2 separate regions of the Sparus aurata genome follow, and region 2 is linked to region 1. The links are chromatin contacts, called in public Hi-C maps. All regions are on one chromosome and are shown on one strand. Each heading gives the region's core, a stretch centred on a gene start, on an enhancer-like site or on the middle of the called end of the contact. The rest is flanking DNA. Distances are from core to core; before and after follow the strand shown.

Region 1 (3,493 bases), core at 296-2,795:
GAGCGATAGCCTCAGCTATCCAAACAGATGTGTGCGCGTCTGAGCAGCAGCAGCGGCAGCAGCAGCAGCAGCAGCAGAGGGAAAGAAAGAGAAGAGAGCAGAAAAACTTGTGATGGGTTTTTTTTTTTTTGTTTTTCGGAACCTACTGAAATAGAAGCCTCTGTCTTCGCAGACAAACTGCAGCGCATCCACCAGCTCTCCCCCACACAGCGTCTCCGCCGAGGCCACCTCCACCACGTAGAGCGTCAGGGCCAGCGCAAAGAGCAGCGCGCGACTGGACGAGGACATCTTCTTGACCTGCAGACACACACACACACACACATGCACACACACAGCATCTGGTCAACAAATGCACACATTACAGAAGTGATGATGACATTGAATAAAAAAAAAAAACGTGAAAAAATAGAAGAAGAAAAAAATCTTGTGAGTAATAAATCCCAGATGACAGCCAGATGTTGGATCCAGACTTTACGCATTGTACAAGATGTACGACTTCCACTGTTAGGTGCTGTTTCTACGTATTGATGTATTGACCTACTAACTGCGTAAAACAAATGATGGCATATGTCCACCTTCCCCCCCTCCCTGCCTCCCTGTCTCCCTTCCTCCCTCCCCCCCGTCACCGTTATCAGCCGCTGTCACTGTGTCGCACCTGGGAGAAGTGCTTATTCTGGAGGAAAAACCGAGACGGTATCTCTGCCTTACGCGCTCTTACACAACTCTCCAGAAAGTTGCGAGACCGGCTGCTCGATAGTTAACTATCCGAAAGGCCAGACTCAGCATTTATTTTCCCCTTGCTCACCCTGGGATGAGCTCACTGACCCTCAGACCTACCGCCCCCTATCTGCCGACAGAAAAGACCAGCTGTTTGCTGCTCCCGGAGTCCAGAGAACGGCTCACCATCAAGAATCCCAACAAAAAAAAAGAAACGAAATAAAAATAAAAAAAAACACACACGATAATAAAACACCCCTGAAACTCTGCTCTCCTCCTTCCCTATCAGGTAACCTGTTGCACGAATGCTTCACAGCTCCCCGCAGCTCTCCATGTCACGTCTGCATCTTCAACTTTCTCTGCTGCATGCGAATTAAAAGAGATGTCCAAAAAGGAAAAGAGAGAAAAAAAAAAAAAAAAATGATGCGATCAGTGCATCTGCTCAGCCCGGAGCTGAGCTGTGTGTGTCTCACTCGCACAACACGAGAGGAAAAACATGGTTACAACCCCCGCCAGACGTCTGTCAAGACCCGCACGGCACAAAAAAAAACCCGGAGCGCATGAAACTATTTGTTCCCTCTGGTTACCTTCATTCTGCTGCTCTCCGTCCTCCGGCAGGTGTGGCAAAGTGAGTGGCGTCCGTGTCTTTGCTGGGTCTCCATGTCAGATGGCAGTAGTCAAAAACGTCGGGAGGGGTTGGTTGGGAGGGGGGGGTGGTTATTTGGTTTTGGAGAGATTGCAGGTGAGTTAGTTTCCCAGTTGGTGCGGCTGAGATGATGTGTGAGAGGCTGTCCCAAAGACCAGGCGACAGAACAAAACTTCTCAGGGAGAGGTATTATATACCAAAACACGCCCCTTACTTCCACACCCCACCCCCTCGCTCCTCCTCTTCACGGCTGGTAAAAAAAAAAAAAAAAAAAATGGTCCAGAGACGTTTTATGGAAAAGTGCTTAAAGGGAGAAAAGGCAAAAAAAAAAAAGGAGAGAAAAAAAAGGAGAGGGAGAGAGTGAGAGTCACAAAATATGGAACAATTCCATAGGCATTTTCCACGTTTACGCACTGTAACCTACAATCACAATGTTTACACACAGGGACGCAGACAAGAACAAGAATAGACGTAATTCCTCAGACTCCAAGAAAAATGTCAATGTCTCCGCCCTGCTGTAATTAAGACGAGCGTTCAGGAGTGGAAGGAGTGTGGCTGAGGTGCTGGAGGAGGAGGAGGTGGAGGTGGAGGAGGAGGAGGGGGGGGCTGCTCTTGACTCAGGTGGAGGTGTTAGTCACAGGGGTCAGAGGCTCGCCCCTCCTGAAGGGGAGCATGGAGTGGGGTTGATCCAGGAGGAGGAGGAGGAGGATGCAGCAGCAGCACTGACTGACTGACTGCAGCAGGAATATCAAGTGTCAATGCAAAGAAATGCTGCATCATGTGATGAAGAGGCAGGAGGAAGTGATGAAGAAAAGAGATGACGTTGTGCTTTCTCACAAGCTGAACATTAATATTGATAACAGAGCGGATCAATGAGTCCTGCAGGGCGGATGGTGCTGAGTGTCCTGTCAAAGGAGCAGAAAACACAAAAAATTAAAATTAAAATTGTGTGAAAGTGTGAAAGTAAGCTGCGTTTCTGTGTGAGACTGAAGGAGGGCGCCCTTATATAAGTGAGTGTTGTGCAGGAGGTGAGGATGTGGACCGTGTCCTCAGACTCACACTGACACCTAGTGGTCCGGGTGCTGAACCTCTGCTTGTTTTGTCTCTTGGCTCTCAGCTCTGCAGGTTTTGGAGGGACCAGGGACCCGATCCACAAGCTGACCACCAGGAGCTCTGTCCGGACGAGCTCCCCGAGGTTTGTCCTCTCAGGTGAAGGAGAGCTACCTTCCTTTGTTGTCTTCTAACAGTGTGTATAAAGAGGTGGAGGTGAGCTTGTATGTGCCATTAATGGACATTATTATCTTTAAACACAGTGATAGAAAGCACATAGAGTCATGTGCTGCACTTAAAGCTGCAGTATGTTTGAGTTTTAGTTGAAAATACTCAGAAATGAACAACAGAATGTGAAGAAATGACAGTTTTGATGTTGAAGTTAGCGATGCTAACCAGCTAGCCCAGGCCCGGTCCAAAAGCTCCCGTGCTATTAACCAAAACACTCCCGGCCTGGACCGCTGGCTGCACAGGTTTGAGGTTCTGTATCGACACATTGTCAACAACTTTCCCCTTTGAACTTCCCTCATGGTTTCATTTCTAATAAACGATCCAGTTTCTCCCCCAAAAAAACTTGAGAATCAGAGAAAACGTCCAAAAACTGGAGACAGATTTGTGTATCAGAACTCTGGTTTTAATTATTTCCTCTCCCATCGTCGGATCAGTAGTTTGAACAAACTCCACCTGCAGCATCTAAACCTGTAACACGCTTCTCACACGCTGATGCTTCACTGTCAAATATCTAATGATCTCACATACACGATTTTATCAGTCAGACGGACCAAACCGGAACTTTTATTCTGATACGTTAACGACACTTTGCTGCTACTACTTAAGTAGAATTTTAAGCAGTACTTGTACATTGCTGTATTGGTACTTTTAGTAAGTAATGTATTTAAATACTTCTCCCACTACTGGATGAAATCCTGTTCTCCATCCACCTCCCCAAAGTTCATATTGTCGTTCACACGTTTATCAGCTTGTAAATATCATTTTATAACATTGCAAAACAGCTGATCGTCGTCCCACACAGGAGGAGAACGTTAAGACGATCGATTCCTTTTAAAAGGCTCAAGAAGT
Region 2 (3,493 bases), core at 658-3,157, 140 kb before region 1:
GTCTGGTTGATAACTAGCGTTGTACATTTGCGCGGCGAATTTGGTTTTACGTTGCTAATGTCCAACTTTTTTTTTATTCCTAGAAAGGTTCTTTACCTTTTCTTGCATCTTTGGATGCAAACACCTACAGAAATGGAACCAATGAATTACTTTCAGTATTAGAAATGAAAACAGAGTGCACATTCACAAGCTGCAGGGACAATAATTCTGCAAGACAGGGAAATTATATTTCTGGTTGATTCAAGCATTTTCACAAAGTTTACCATTAAGTCAGAAACCACAGGTGCATGAATAAAACAATATTACTGGATCAATTTGCAAATTGCCTTCTTTAGAAAACACTCTCTGTGATGGTTGAATCATGGATTTTGGAGCTAATGGAATTCAATTTAAGTTAATAATTTATCTTATTGAACAATCTAATGTTTTTATGTTTTAATATGCAGTTGGCAAAGCACGGTACAGTATATGCTTTGAAAGAAACTTTTCAGCCTTTACCTCACCACCTCTATGAATCTCCAGTACACTCTCATATCAGCTGTCAGATGAACCCGTTCCAAGAGACAAACAAGTAAACAACCAATGAACGGATGGTAGAGAATATCTGATTGGCTAAGAATGTGGATAAAAACTCAGCTGAACAACTGTAGGGACGGAAAGACACTCTGACAGCGTTTTGAATACCTGCAGCAACTGGTAAACATTACAACAACTGCATAATAATCAAATGCCTAACTGCCATCTGCACACACACACACACACACACACACACTCCATGGCATCTTAACTGATGGAAACTTCCCTCCCTGGCTGTCAGTGTGGTCCATTTCCTGCCAGGTCTGAACCAGCTGAGCCAGGGACTCATGTTCCACTCAGGGGGCCTTCAATCATTCTTACCCCTGCTGCAGGCACACCGTAGTGGGTGTGAGGTCAGGTCAGACTCCGGGGCACAGGGTCTGCAGGAGACATGGTACGAGGTCTCCCTCTGCTGCTGTCTCGTCACATGTGCCCGGCGTTCCCAAAACAGACAGCCACTTTTAAGAGAGGGAACTCAGTTGTTGTCGAACGAGGAAATCAAAGCAGTTGGTCCCAATATTGCACCCTGGAGTAAGAGATATAATGTCTTTAAGAATAAAAAAATTCTGGATGACAAGGCACTAAATGTCTATCTATTGACTGAGTATCTATCACTTCATCAATCCAGCTATAATAAATATAAACAATGTGTCAATGTCTGAATTGTTTTTACTCATGAAGTGAAGGCAAAGATGTCCATATTCTGTATGTGTATGTGTATAAAACACTTTTTTTTAATGGCAAGATTAAATCATAATTCAGGATTACTAATAAAAGTGTGCAAACAAAACGAGATGTGATCTACGGTCCATCAAACACTTGCCTCAGAGTGCTACTTGGACCAATTCTTCCGAAAAGGAGAGAGAATTAATGGGTGTGAGAAACACTCTGCAGATTTACTTTAATGGCAGCGGGTTGATATAACAGCACCGCATTATTATCAGTCCTGTTTACTGTACTCTTACTACCACTAACTGGTTAATTTGTGTACTGGTAAGAAGGTTTAACTTGAATCTTGTAATTAACAAAGACCAATTGGTGGCATGCCTTTAAATATAACCCAATAGTTAGATATTATCAGAATATTGAGAAACTACTGTGCTGCTGTTCTAAATCTTTAGCCACTGTCCTCTGATTTATTGCACCCTGCCTTTATAACAGGATATGACTTGGTAGTTATTCAGATTGTAAATACTCCATTGCTGCCTTATCACTGAGATTTAATGGATAAAACATATAACTATATAAATACCTACAGTGGACATGGAGTCCATTTATATAAATCCATGCCTCTGGGCTGTGAACTGTTCTTCAAGGGCATGGAGCAAACTCCAGTGCGCCTGCGCCGTGCGAGTGCTACCGGAAGTACATCTACGCACGTGCAGCACAGCGTTTGACAACCTTGAAAAGACTACAAAACAGCTAGCTGGTAGCTTATGGTTCACAACAAACCGCTCCAGCGATGCCTGTAACAAGACTTCTGTGAGTATCGAGCCTTTTCTTTCCATTTCTTGGTGTAATTACCCCCAAACGACGCCTCAACTAGAGACTGTGTCGTTGTTATTCCGCTTTTCTGGTGATTCTGTAAGCTAGCAAACACAGCTAACGTTAGCATGTATCCGCCTCTTAGTTACCCTGCATGCCTGAATGTAGCCTTTGGTAAACGTTGTTTTCACTTATTATACACTTCTGTCGGTGCGCATTGTATTTGTTTAACTCTATAACTCACTCTTAGATGGTGTTACACGACACGAACATAGCCAGCGGTGGCTAGCTATGCTACAAACAAACTGCCGTCAACATGCAGCTAGTGTCGTGGTGCAGTAACTATGTACGTTGCTATGACAGGTTGTAGTGGAGCTGTTAATGATCGGTAGATAGTGAAGTAACTCACCTGTGTCTGTAAATATAAACTGCATCAGCACATATTCATTGTTTAAGGAATTCAAACCAGCTCCAAGATAAAGTTTGCTACTTTAGACTAGCCCATGATGCTACAATCATAAATAATGTTTTATCCCCCGTGTCATGTCATCATTAACACATATTTGTCAGTGATGTGATGATGCTTGACAGGCTCAAAACGAGTTTATAGGATAATTCCAGGTTTATGTAACTTTGCTCATATCTGGGAACACTGCATCATCACAGGGCAAAAAACATACAAAAGCAAATCAGAGAAGTTATAAACAAATAAACCGTTGAACCAGGTCATGTGATGAAAATTAAAAAGTTCTGATAAACTCTCTTCCTTGTTCGGCACTGAAAGCACACAGACACATTTTTGTCAAGCTGGTGAATAATAGTAGGACTGATGGCCTCCCTTATATGTGGTTTAAATTCCTGTGTTTTTTATTACAAAGCTCTCTTTGAAACAGCTCCGTCTTTATCAACTCTGTCAACTGACGACTTTAGCATCTAAAACAAAAAAATGCACTGTACAATTCTGCCTGATCACTTGTGCAGCTTTAACATCTTCCGAAGTTTCAGTGTGATTGTATGAAACACTGTTTATGACAGCTGTTCACCTCTCCTCTCAGATACCCTCTCTACCAGCTGGGTAACCCTCAGCTGAGGATCTTCAGACCCAACTGGTTCCTGACGCTGGTGAGACCGGGGAAAGAGCAGCCTCCTGACACTGCCCAGTTTCGCATCCCAATGGAGTAAGGCTTTTCTTGTGTTTGTTCACACATCCATCCCCTTTGATCAGTGTTTTTCTGGGGGCCCCCCTCACCTGCATGCATAAGATTTTTCCCAGCTTTAACACACCTTATTCAAATGATGAGCTCGTCATCAAGCTCCACCGATGCCTAATAATACATTTTCTTGTTTGTTACATATAGTGCTCGTCTATCAGTGGTTGTATAGTACATACTGGAGATATGGAATGAAGTAAAGGCTTATGTTTCGATGTGCG

The links. Hi-C and Micro-C count contacts between places; a contact is called where the count stands out from the background.
Region 2: a contact with region 1 is called in a Hi-C map of skeletal muscle, with 15 times the contacts expected there. The contact joins the promoter of mrpl23 here to the promoter of igf2b in region 1. A contact is called at or near these places in 2 of 2 Hi-C or Micro-C datasets (skeletal muscle and an unstated tissue).

The regions. Positions count from the first base shown.
Region 1 is chr8:4,874,306-4,877,798 of fSpaAur1.1, reverse strand. It overlaps igf2b (insulin-like growth factor 2b), which reads right to left and starts at 1,545. Exons shown (of 4, transcript XM_030425968.1): 1 at 1,305-1,545; 2 at 147-297. The coding sequence starts at 1,379.
Region 2 is chr8:5,011,437-5,014,929 of fSpaAur1.1, reverse strand. mrpl23 (mitochondrial ribosomal protein L23) reads left to right here and starts at 1,907. Exons shown (of 5, transcript XM_030426925.1): 1 at 1,907-2,058; 2 at 3,117-3,239. The coding sequence starts at 2,039.